Regions from separate parts of the Anser cygnoides genome. Here region 1 is linked to region 2. A link is a contact called in public Hi-C data. All regions are on one chromosome and are shown on one strand. The core of a region is the stretch at or near the end of the contact, and the rest is flanking DNA. Distances in the headings are between cores, read along the strand shown. Region 1 overlaps LOC106033474 (acyl-coenzyme A synthetase ACSM4, mitochondrial-like). Region 2 holds the start of THUMPD1 (THUMP domain containing 1).

Region 1 (4,818 bases), core at 1,365-3,864, 85 kb before region 2:
ACAACTGTAAAACTGTAACATACCCTTTTTCTGCCTTTCTAAGGAGAAAGTTAGCTTCTTTAGTCAAAAATGGACTCAGAAATGTGGAAAGTTGATCCAACACAACAACTTGAGCAACTTTTAATTGAAAACGTTTAGTAGCAAATCATGTTCATGAGCAAATGAAAATCAGAATTTGAATTAGGACAATACCAAGTCATATTAGCTAAAAATAATGATCTGGTCTTCAACGTGTATTAATCATCCTAGCTTCATCAGTTGAAGAGCGTGTCAGACCCTGTTGCTGTTGTCATCAAAGCTCTCCTACAACAGGAATGTAAAAATCAACAAATCGATAAGATGGAGAAGAACCAGCAGCTGGAAATTCTGTTGTTCCTGAAAGCTCCAAAAAGTCCAGAGATATTTCCCACATGTAGCACGTCTTCAGGTGTTCAGTTGTTTTAAATTTGTAGAATTAGGCAAAACATTTTAATACCACTCAGGAAGACACTACAGAAAGATTTTTGAGACCCTTTTTTTTTCGTTTCAGAAATATTTTTTTTGTCTCAATGTTTTAGTTTAAGAAAAAATACATCAATCAGTCTACTTCCAACAGGCCAGTTACCCCTCTTGTGAATAGCTCCGTCAGCTTTAATTAACTGGAAGTCTCTGGTTATTTGCATTTATTGGAAAATGTACTTAGTGCTCAGCTGATCTTTCCAGAAATGCTAGAGCTTGGTAAGTGTTACATATGGATGTGAATGATCTGGTAGAACCTTCATTGAACACTTCTGTAATGTGAATACAGGGATGGGATCCTTAGGGTCCTCACGGGGGCTGTCCATGAGGTCTCTTCCCTTCCAAGTATGATCTTTGACCCTGTGGTGCTCGTGTTCTGTCCCCAGGTCAGCGAGTCCCCCAGGGGGTCAACACAGAAGAACAAGATCTTGCTGTTTACCAGCAGGTGGCATTAATGGAGCAGTCAGATGTGCTTTGGGCATTGCTAATGAAGAAACTTGCTGCGCTGGCTTCCTGGAAAGTTAGGCTTATCGTGTCCTTTTTACTTGCCAGCTCACTCACTTAAGCTCTGCCTGGTTTGCTTTTCTGACACTTCCAAATCTTGTGCTGAATGATGGCCTTTAATTTGTATTGTTTACCACTCAGTGATTTTTTTTCTTCCTGAAGTCATACCGCCTTATTTCTCATCGGCCTGTATGACTGAAATGTTGTCAATACTAGGCTCGAATACATTACTAGGAACCAGATTATAAAAGAATAAATGGATTTGGAAAAGTCCTTTGGACGATTCCAGTAAGAATGAGAATTTGTATGCAAAGATTTGATCATTCAAAAACAAAAACCACAGTGGCTGTCAGCTGGAAGAAGAGACTTCAGGTCACAAAATGAAATGAATTTCAAAATGAAGACATTAGTTTATCCAAATGGATTTTCTTTTCACATATCACAAACTACTGTTCACTTTCAGCAATGACTACTCAACAAAAACCCATCTTCCCCACCCAGTACGAAGTCCCCTGGTTGCTTAGGAGCACATTCTTCACATTTCCACCCTGATGTGCCCTCTGAGGAAATGTTCTGATTAATTCTTATGCCAGCCAGCATCTTAGTTCAAGGGTTTCTTCTGAGCAAATAAACAGAGGGATTTACAGCAAAGATCGTCAATCAAGTATGGACTAAAGTGTCCAAGTCTCTTCCTTCACTGAGCCTTAATAAAGGATTACATGGGAAATTATCAAGGACTAGAAAAAAATAGTATAGAGGCATATAGTTAACATGACTGGGAAGGTGGTTAAATCCCACCCTTAGCTCTTACAAAAGCTGTAGTCGCCACACATAAAACCAAGTATTCTGTGAGGCACTTGCTGCTGTATAGCCCGTGTAAAACAGCAATACAGGGTTTTGCAATGTGGCCAGTCCTCCATGCAACTGTGGTTGCCTTGGTCCACTGAAGTCGGGGAATTTTCACTTCACCTTCAGCAGAGCTTTTTTCCCCCCTTATGCTTGCAGGAGGCATCTGAGCAAGAAAGGCACGAGTTCAAACTCAGTGCTGAAGTAAGTGGTAGTGCACAGAACTTGGAGTGCAAAATACAGAGATGAACTTAAGAGGACGTGGGTTAAGGAGCCAAGCCTCTTTTTGCCTCAGTAAAGTAAGGACCAGAGCCACAACCAGCTACATTGACTGGAAGTGAAATTCCCATCTTTGGTGAGAAGCCTGGGCTCCTGGCTCCTGGCTGTGAACGCTGAGGGCTGTGGGACTGCTACACTCAGTGTGGTAGTGGTTAGGCAGTCCTGCAGGGAGAAATCCTACCTTCCCAGCTAGAACCTGCTCCAGCTCTATAAAGAAGGCAGCTCAGCTTATGAACCGGTAGCTTTGCCTCTGAAGAGGAGAAATACTTAGCACCTGCTCAAAAACAAGGCCAGGGAAGGAAAAATTAGGTAGAAGCCCCACATTATCGCGGTCTATTAAATACATGCTTCGAAAAGCTCATGCTTGAGCAGTGATGTTTACACATGGGGATACCGTAGCCTCTAATTACGATTCTACCTATGCTGTACTTGGCAAGGAGACAGCATTTGTTCGAGGGGGCTCTTGCCAGCTGTGCTGGTGAAAGTGCTTTTCAATAAGATTCCAATTAAACGCTTTATTAATATTTATTATTCACTGGCTGCAGCTATTGGTAACATGTATTTGCCCAGGAGAGCTGAAATGAAATGCAGCAAGGTCTGGCTTGCTGGGGAGGTGGAGGAAACGATGCCTTAGTTGCTTGTTCTCTGCACGGTGGGTAAGCGCTGATGCACAAATGCAGCCTTGTGAAGCGTGGGGTCCCCGTTCAGTAAATCCCTCAGCTTCGGCGTAGCTTCTGCCCGTCGGCTGTGGGTCAGGAGCCCGTCCCTCCTCGTCCTGCCAGGAGTGGGCAGTAGATCTGGCGTGGTGCTAGCCCTGCTAATGTTTCACGTAGAGCAAATACTTTCCAAGGTGAACCTGGTAGCTGAGGACACGGCGGGGAGGTGTGTTCATCTGGATCCAGTAGTGTGCCATGTGAAACAGCCGACTCCTCCAAGATTAATGAAACAGCAGAGTTTTGCCTGGCCTTTGTCACACTAGTCCCCAAACATCCTAGCTCAGCTGGCAACAGCATACCAACAGAAACAGAACCACTGTACATTAGAAGAGATTAATCCAAATGCACAGTTGCACTGACTGTTCAGAAGGCTGGTTTTGATAGAAATGTGCATGCACGCTGAGAGTACTTCCAGGGGACTTAAGCTAGGACGAAGCTGTGGTAGAGACTAAAAGAATAATTCAGTTCTCTTTAGGACTGATTGTTTTCACTGTGCATCTGAGTGTTTGTGGATGATTGTCAATTCTGAACCATATTTTTCTTCCTTAGGATTTAAGAAAAGAACTTAATGAGGTGAATTGCCATCTGCAAGGTGTTCAAAACTTGTATTTTAGGGCTGAATAGGCAGCCATTTAGTGTTTTAAAAAAAATAAAGTCAGCATTTCTTGGGGACAGTTCACAATGCACCCCTTTTTTTTTTTTATTAATCTTTGCTATGCCTCACACTGATTTTGAATGCCTTTATAAGTAAGATTCCTGGCTGAGAGTTTTGTTTCCACGGCTCCAAACCATCTTGGTGCTACAGATTAAATGAGCTCTATAGACGGTGCACATTGATATCTCTTTACTTAGTCCTGTCAGTTTTAATTGATAGGGCTTATTTGTGTGCATGCGGAAATTTTTCAAATGATTAAAAACCAGTGATATTTGTGTGCTCACTGATACTCATTTACAGGAACAAATTTGATTAATAAACATTGATTTTTTTTGCATGGATTTAAATAATTTTTAGAATGTCTGAGCACAGTTATGATGAAATGCTCTCCTGTTTAGTCTATAGTAAAATAGCATTTAACTTAGTAAAGCTTGAGAAAGTGATTCAGTTTTAAACTTCTGGGACTCAGTTCTGCTTGTGCCAGTTGAGGAGCCACCATAGAGGCAGTGCAAGTTCTGTTTATTAAACTGGCAGAGGTTGGCATCATAGGGGAAGTGAGTTAGTGGGTCAGCTGAATCTGGTTTAAATTTTGGTTCCAGTAAAATATTTTGGAACTGTCTTGGGTCAGATGGAAAATGACCAGGCAAGGCCACTTGTGGGCACTGAGGGCACATCCTGCTGTGGTCCAGGGCCGGAGGAACCCAGCCCAGCTGGGAACAAGACAGACGTCACACCGCAGGAGGACCGTGTCTTACAGGCAGACTTTTACCAGATGCTCCATCAAGTAGATTTGTACCTCTTGCCATGCACCAGGGCACGGCAGGTGAGTCTGCACTTGGCCCCTTGTCTTTATACAACATCTGAGTGGCTGGAATAGAAATGAGACCATCATTTGCCAAGATGGCACATGTTTTCATTAATATGTCATCATGCACCTTATAATAGGATAGATAGCAGCTTCTGGATTGAGTCTCACATACAGTGGGTAGGAGCAGTGAAAATTAATATTTTTTCATTATCTTGAATGGTAAACCAATCTGCCAGATAGAGTGGTGCTGAACATTGCTTGCTGTGTTTTTCTGTGGATAAACTAATTAAAAGATTATAGCTTTCTGTGTTTAATAGTTGTTCAAAATATATTGGTGACGCTGCTTGCCATTCAAATTTCATCATGCTGAGAGCAGCAAAGGGAAGGCACGCTGACACGTCCTCTTCTGGATTCAGTTTGTCTCATTCACTCTCTAATCTGATCTCCCAGGATATCAGGTAAGGGCTTCTGTTCGTTAGTGAATGCCCATGTCCAGCAGTGAGCACGTTTAC
Region 2 (4,702 bases), core at 1,955-4,454:
TTAACATTGTAAAGCTAAAACTGTATCAAAAATTAAATTTATTTCCCCTTATCCAATGTGCTATCATGGAGAGCTTCTTTCATTAGAAATTTCCAAGCAGTTTTTAAATTCAAATTTTGAAACTTAAGGAAACAATAAGAACAAAGACTTAATAAGCCTCTGCCAACAACCCCTCCCTCCCCCCGCCCCCCCCAAGGATTATGTCTTTGGAAAGAGCAGCAAAAGTCTGTTTGCAAGAAAATAGCGGAAAGGATTCTGTTCAGTGACCACATACAGCATTTGTTATAAGCCAATAACTGCTGTATACACAGCTAATGTAAACACACATGTAGCTTTTGCTAAAACCATCTGCAATGCCTGCACCGTACTTCTACTGTTGTAGAACAGTCAAATCTATTATTCTAAATTCTCTCATAGTATTCAAGTATTTTGATCGTAGCGGCCCTTCCAATACACTTTCAAGACTTAGCATGTCCTTGTAGAGGGATATGTATATACAACCTTCTCTCATACAGGAAAGGATCAGGAGTTTTAGCTCATTCTGCTGTTTACATAGAAAAATATATCTGAGTTCTGCAGTCACACAAGTTGTCAAATCACTTCCCTAGAAACTCTCTGCAAGCAACCGTCTTCTTCAGATCTCTCACTTTCGTCAATACTTCCTGACAGAGTTGATTCTGCACTGCCTTTGATTTCTGTAGTTATCAGATATAACAAAACAGAGTCAATATGTGTTGGGTTGGTGGCATTTATGTATGCATGCAAATACACCTGCTTTCTGTGCTAACAAAAAGCAATGCAGAACCAAGCTGTAGAAGAATGACAGCAAACTTCACCAGTGGTGAAGCATTCTTACATCTGCAGTATAAAGTCAGCTCCACCTGCAGTGAACATTAAAATTCTTACACGTGTGGATTTTAAAAACTAGATTTCATAACAAAACCCACTCTCCTCCTTAAAACACGCTTACAGAACTCTAGGGCAACGTTTTTAACAGGTTTCCATCGTGTTGATCTTTCTACCACATTTTCTACACTGTCAGCGTATCATTCCCCTTGGACTCAGCTTGTATTTCACCTTCATTCTTGTTCTCTTGTGTTACTTCTTCTGAGCTCTTTTCCTCCTCGGTTTCTGGTTTTACTACTGTCAAGTTCTGTTCTTCTGTCACAGTTGATGGGTTTTGTTGTGCATCTTCTTTGTTGCTCTTTACTACCTCTTGTAGATTGTATTTTCTGAATAGAACATAGTCTCTCACCACACTCAAGCAACAGACGTTCTTTATTATTTCTACCACAACTGTATATTGTGGGTTATTAAGATCAACTTTGTTTTCTGGATTGAGGCTGCCCACAATTCCTGTAAAACAAGATATAGTTTTTAAAATGATGGAAAAATGGTTTCAGAGCATCAGTGTACACTACTAAAAGGATAAAAGTTAGAGAAGACAACATCCCCCCTAGTTGTAACTAATTGCTAGTTATCGCAGTTGTTTAAAATAGTCGAACAGAGCACAACTATTAGAAGATACCATCAGTAGGACTGCAGTAACTGAAAAATTAACCCATTGCAATTATCAAGAAACAAAATACCTGAGTAAGGCAGAGCTATTTTATGAGTCGTACGTTCAATGGAAATAGCAATATCTTATTTCAATATAGCATTCAGAGAAAATGCCTGATAGCAGTCCTTTCAAAGTATGTGAAACTAACATGCCAAATTAAATTCAATACTGTACGCTATTCTGCTCATCACCTCTTAAGACATCAACACCAACAAGGCACACTGATATCAAGTTGTATTCACAGTCACAGAGAAGTTTTTGTAATTCAACATACAGATTTTAAGCAACAAATACGTATGCCCATTTAGACAACTTTTCTTTTAGTAGTCTGACTTAGGCTGTTATCCACACAATTGTGGCTGCTTCTATACTTGTTTTCATTCTATGTGAAATCTATACATACCTGCCAATTCCTTAATTACTTCTTCCCTACTCATATGACTGTTATTACGAGCTTTGTAAACAATCTGGAAAGTACCCTTATTAGGGGCTTTAAACCAGGGCTCAAAAAATGTTTCCGTGTATTTTTTCATGTCTTCCATAAAAGCCTTGCAAGTTCCAGAAATGGGCAGCATGCGCAGAATGACTCTTGTTTTCTTCTTTTTAGTGGCATGCATGTCCTTTAATATATGGTGCACCAGGTTTTCAGGTTCTAAAAGACAAACAGCTAGGTATGAGAAACAAACTGGAGGCGCTTCCCCCCCCCCCCTTTAATAAGCCAGGAAAATGCATGCTTAGCTGCACTGCGGTCCGCCTCAAATTGTTTACTGGGGAGAATTGTTTTAATACACCAGAACTGGATACCTGAGGATCATTTTGTCAAAGCAGACTCCTCTACTTTTAGCAACTCTGTTTATGACAGAATTCAGCAGGAAGGTTAAAGGGAAGGAGAAACTCTCTTTGTCTGGCATACACAAGCTCCTGGGCAGCCACACTGCGGCCTGTAACCGATGCTGTTCAGAGAAGCATATCCCTGCAGCACCATACAGTGTCTGTGTCCCACCTATGCCCCGGGTCCTGATGAAGACCACGTTGTTGGCGCCGCTCTCCACCGACTGGAACCGCCGCAGCTTCTGCTCCGTCGAGGTGCGGATCTGATCGACCTCCTTCTTCAGGGCAGCCTCAACGTCGTCTTCATCCTCTTCCCTCTCGCTTCCAGAGAGCCGCTCCTCGGGATCTGAAAACTGTTCACACAAAGCACGTCCCTACTTCAGTAAGTACAGGGCAAAAGTGCTGAAAGCTTAAAACCCGGCAGGGGCCACATCACCAGGTGGGCTACACAGGGCTTCACTTGTGGAAGCCGACACCCCCGGGGGGCACTGCGGGGTGCAGCTAGGGACAGAAAGGCTGCGCCGCTCCCCCCCAGGCAGGCCCTTACCACCACCACGCCGAGGGGAACGCCCGTCACCGCCGGGGCAGCCCGCACGCACCTGCTCGGGCCCGTAGAGCAGGTCCCCGTACTCGCCGAGCAGGCTGTAGGCCTCCCCCACGCACTTGCGCTCGTTCATGTTGCAGGTGATGAGGATGCCGCGCATGCCGGCCTCCAGCTGTCGCCCGCCGCCGCGGGGCCGCTTGGCCCTCGCCGCCGCGAAGTGGCCCTTGGGCCGCCGCTTCCGCGCCGCCACCGGCTCCGCTGTGGCCATGGACTGGGACCGGGACCGGGACCGACCGACCGACAGACACACAGACACCGACACCAGCCCCGCCGCCGCCGCGCACCGCGATGGCGTCAGCGCCGCCCCGCCCGGGGCACCATGCGGCGCCGCCTCACGGCCGAGCCTCGCCACAGGCCCCCCTGTCCCGGGCTGCAGGAGGCCAGGCGGCGCTCCCGGGGGATAAAAATAAATAAAGCCCCCGGAAAAGGGTGGGTGGGTTACCTCGGGAGGGACGGCCACCCGGGAACGTCGCGGCTATGCAGGGTAGCCTGAGCTCCCGGCGCTGAGTAAAGTCGCTCGTCTTGGTTGCTTTTTCTGTGCTTGGAAATTCAGTCCCGGGATTAAAGGCTCGGTTTGTGTTAATGATTGTGGAATTAGGAGGCAAGGTGGGCCCGGGAGTGGGCTGGCTGCCACTCAAGAGCGATGGAGCCAGCTGGCTTCAGTCCTGCTTTTTTTTTTTTTTTTTTTATTTTTTGCTTCCACATGATGAGTGCGCCCCAGCAGAAGGAACAGCCGCTATTTGGCCCTTTCCTCAGTGGCCTGTCAAGTTCCTGAAGTTTTCATGGTGTAAAGGGGCCAGCTGAAACAGAAACTCCTCATACAGGTAATTTTAACCTTGAAATACTCAAAATGTATTACCAGAGTAAAAATGCACACCACTTAGCATTGGTTTCTGAAGGAAGGTGCTTCTGTGTACTACTGTCCATGAGGGCCTCATCTCCCTCTGTTAGCCCTTGAGCTTTTTTGGACAATCAAAAATGAAGATATTTTGTGAAAGCAGGTAGAGGACAGAGCTAAGGAGGCCGCACTAGGGGCAGGACTATCATGTTATTTACACATAGGATAAAATAGGGGAAAAAAGTTCATAAATGAATGGAAGTATTTATCTGTTACAACTGCAACAGGAGATGACATTTACATTGTATATAAAGCTTTGCTCCTGCAAAGTCTTGGAGGCTCATTTAACTCTACAGCAATTGTTATACCTTGGTGGGATTATTGATCACAAGTAAATTAAAAGTCATGCAATCTTTGCTGGGTTGGGGGTGTGTGAAAGACTCAAAGTTCTGGTGAGTTGCAGCAATAGTCTGTGGAGCTGGGCCTGTGGGGACAGCCTGGCACAGTGTTGTGGTTTAACCCGGCTGGCAGCTAAACACCACACAGCCGTTCGCTCACCCTCCCCCCTCCCTCTCTGGGATGGGGGAGAGAAACGGGAAAGTGAAGCCGGTGAGTTGAGATAAAGACAGTTTATTAAGACAGGAATATAATAATAACAATAATAATAATAATAGTGATAATGGTAATAGTATTAATAATAATAATATGTAAAAAACAAGTGATGCACAATGCAATTGCTCACCACCCGCTGACCGATGCCCAGCCTATCCCCGAGCAGCCGGCCCCCCACCCCGGATAGCCACCCCTATATATTGTTTAGCATGACGTCAGATGGTATGGAATACCCCTTTGGCCAGTTTGGGTCAGC

Evidence for each region. A called contact is a pair of places that touch in the nucleus more often than the background predicts.
Region 1: a contact with region 2 is called in a Hi-C map of liver, with 2.7 times the contacts expected there. The contact joins the enhancer-like site here to the promoter of THUMPD1 in region 2. A contact is called at or near these places in 2 of 7 Hi-C or Micro-C datasets (both in liver).

Annotation. Positions count from the first base shown.
Region 1 is chr15:8,484,722-8,489,539 of Taihu_goose_T2T_genome, reverse strand. All of the region lies in intron 13 of LOC106033474 (acyl-coenzyme A synthetase ACSM4, mitochondrial-like), which reads left to right. Among named protein-coding and RNA genes, the nearest start is that of PDILT, 15 kb to the right of the region's middle. Within about 2 kb of position 2,614, at least 1 of the 3 cell types and tissues checked has open chromatin away from gene starts, as enhancers often do. A contact at or near this core is called in liver, where this site is marked.
Region 2 is chr15:8,400,375-8,405,076 of Taihu_goose_T2T_genome, reverse strand. THUMPD1 (THUMP domain containing 1) reads right to left here and starts at 3,204. Exons shown (of 4, transcript XM_013177037.3): 1 at 2,992-3,204; 2 at 2,565-2,745; 3 at 1,965-2,213; 4 at 1-1,356. The coding sequence starts at 3,204. The coding sequence ends at 1,031. It overlaps LOC106033473 (acyl-coenzyme A synthetase ACSM3, mitochondrial-like), which reads left to right and starts at 2,756. Exons shown (of 17, transcript XM_066977938.1): 1 at 2,756-2,774; 2 at 3,708-3,820.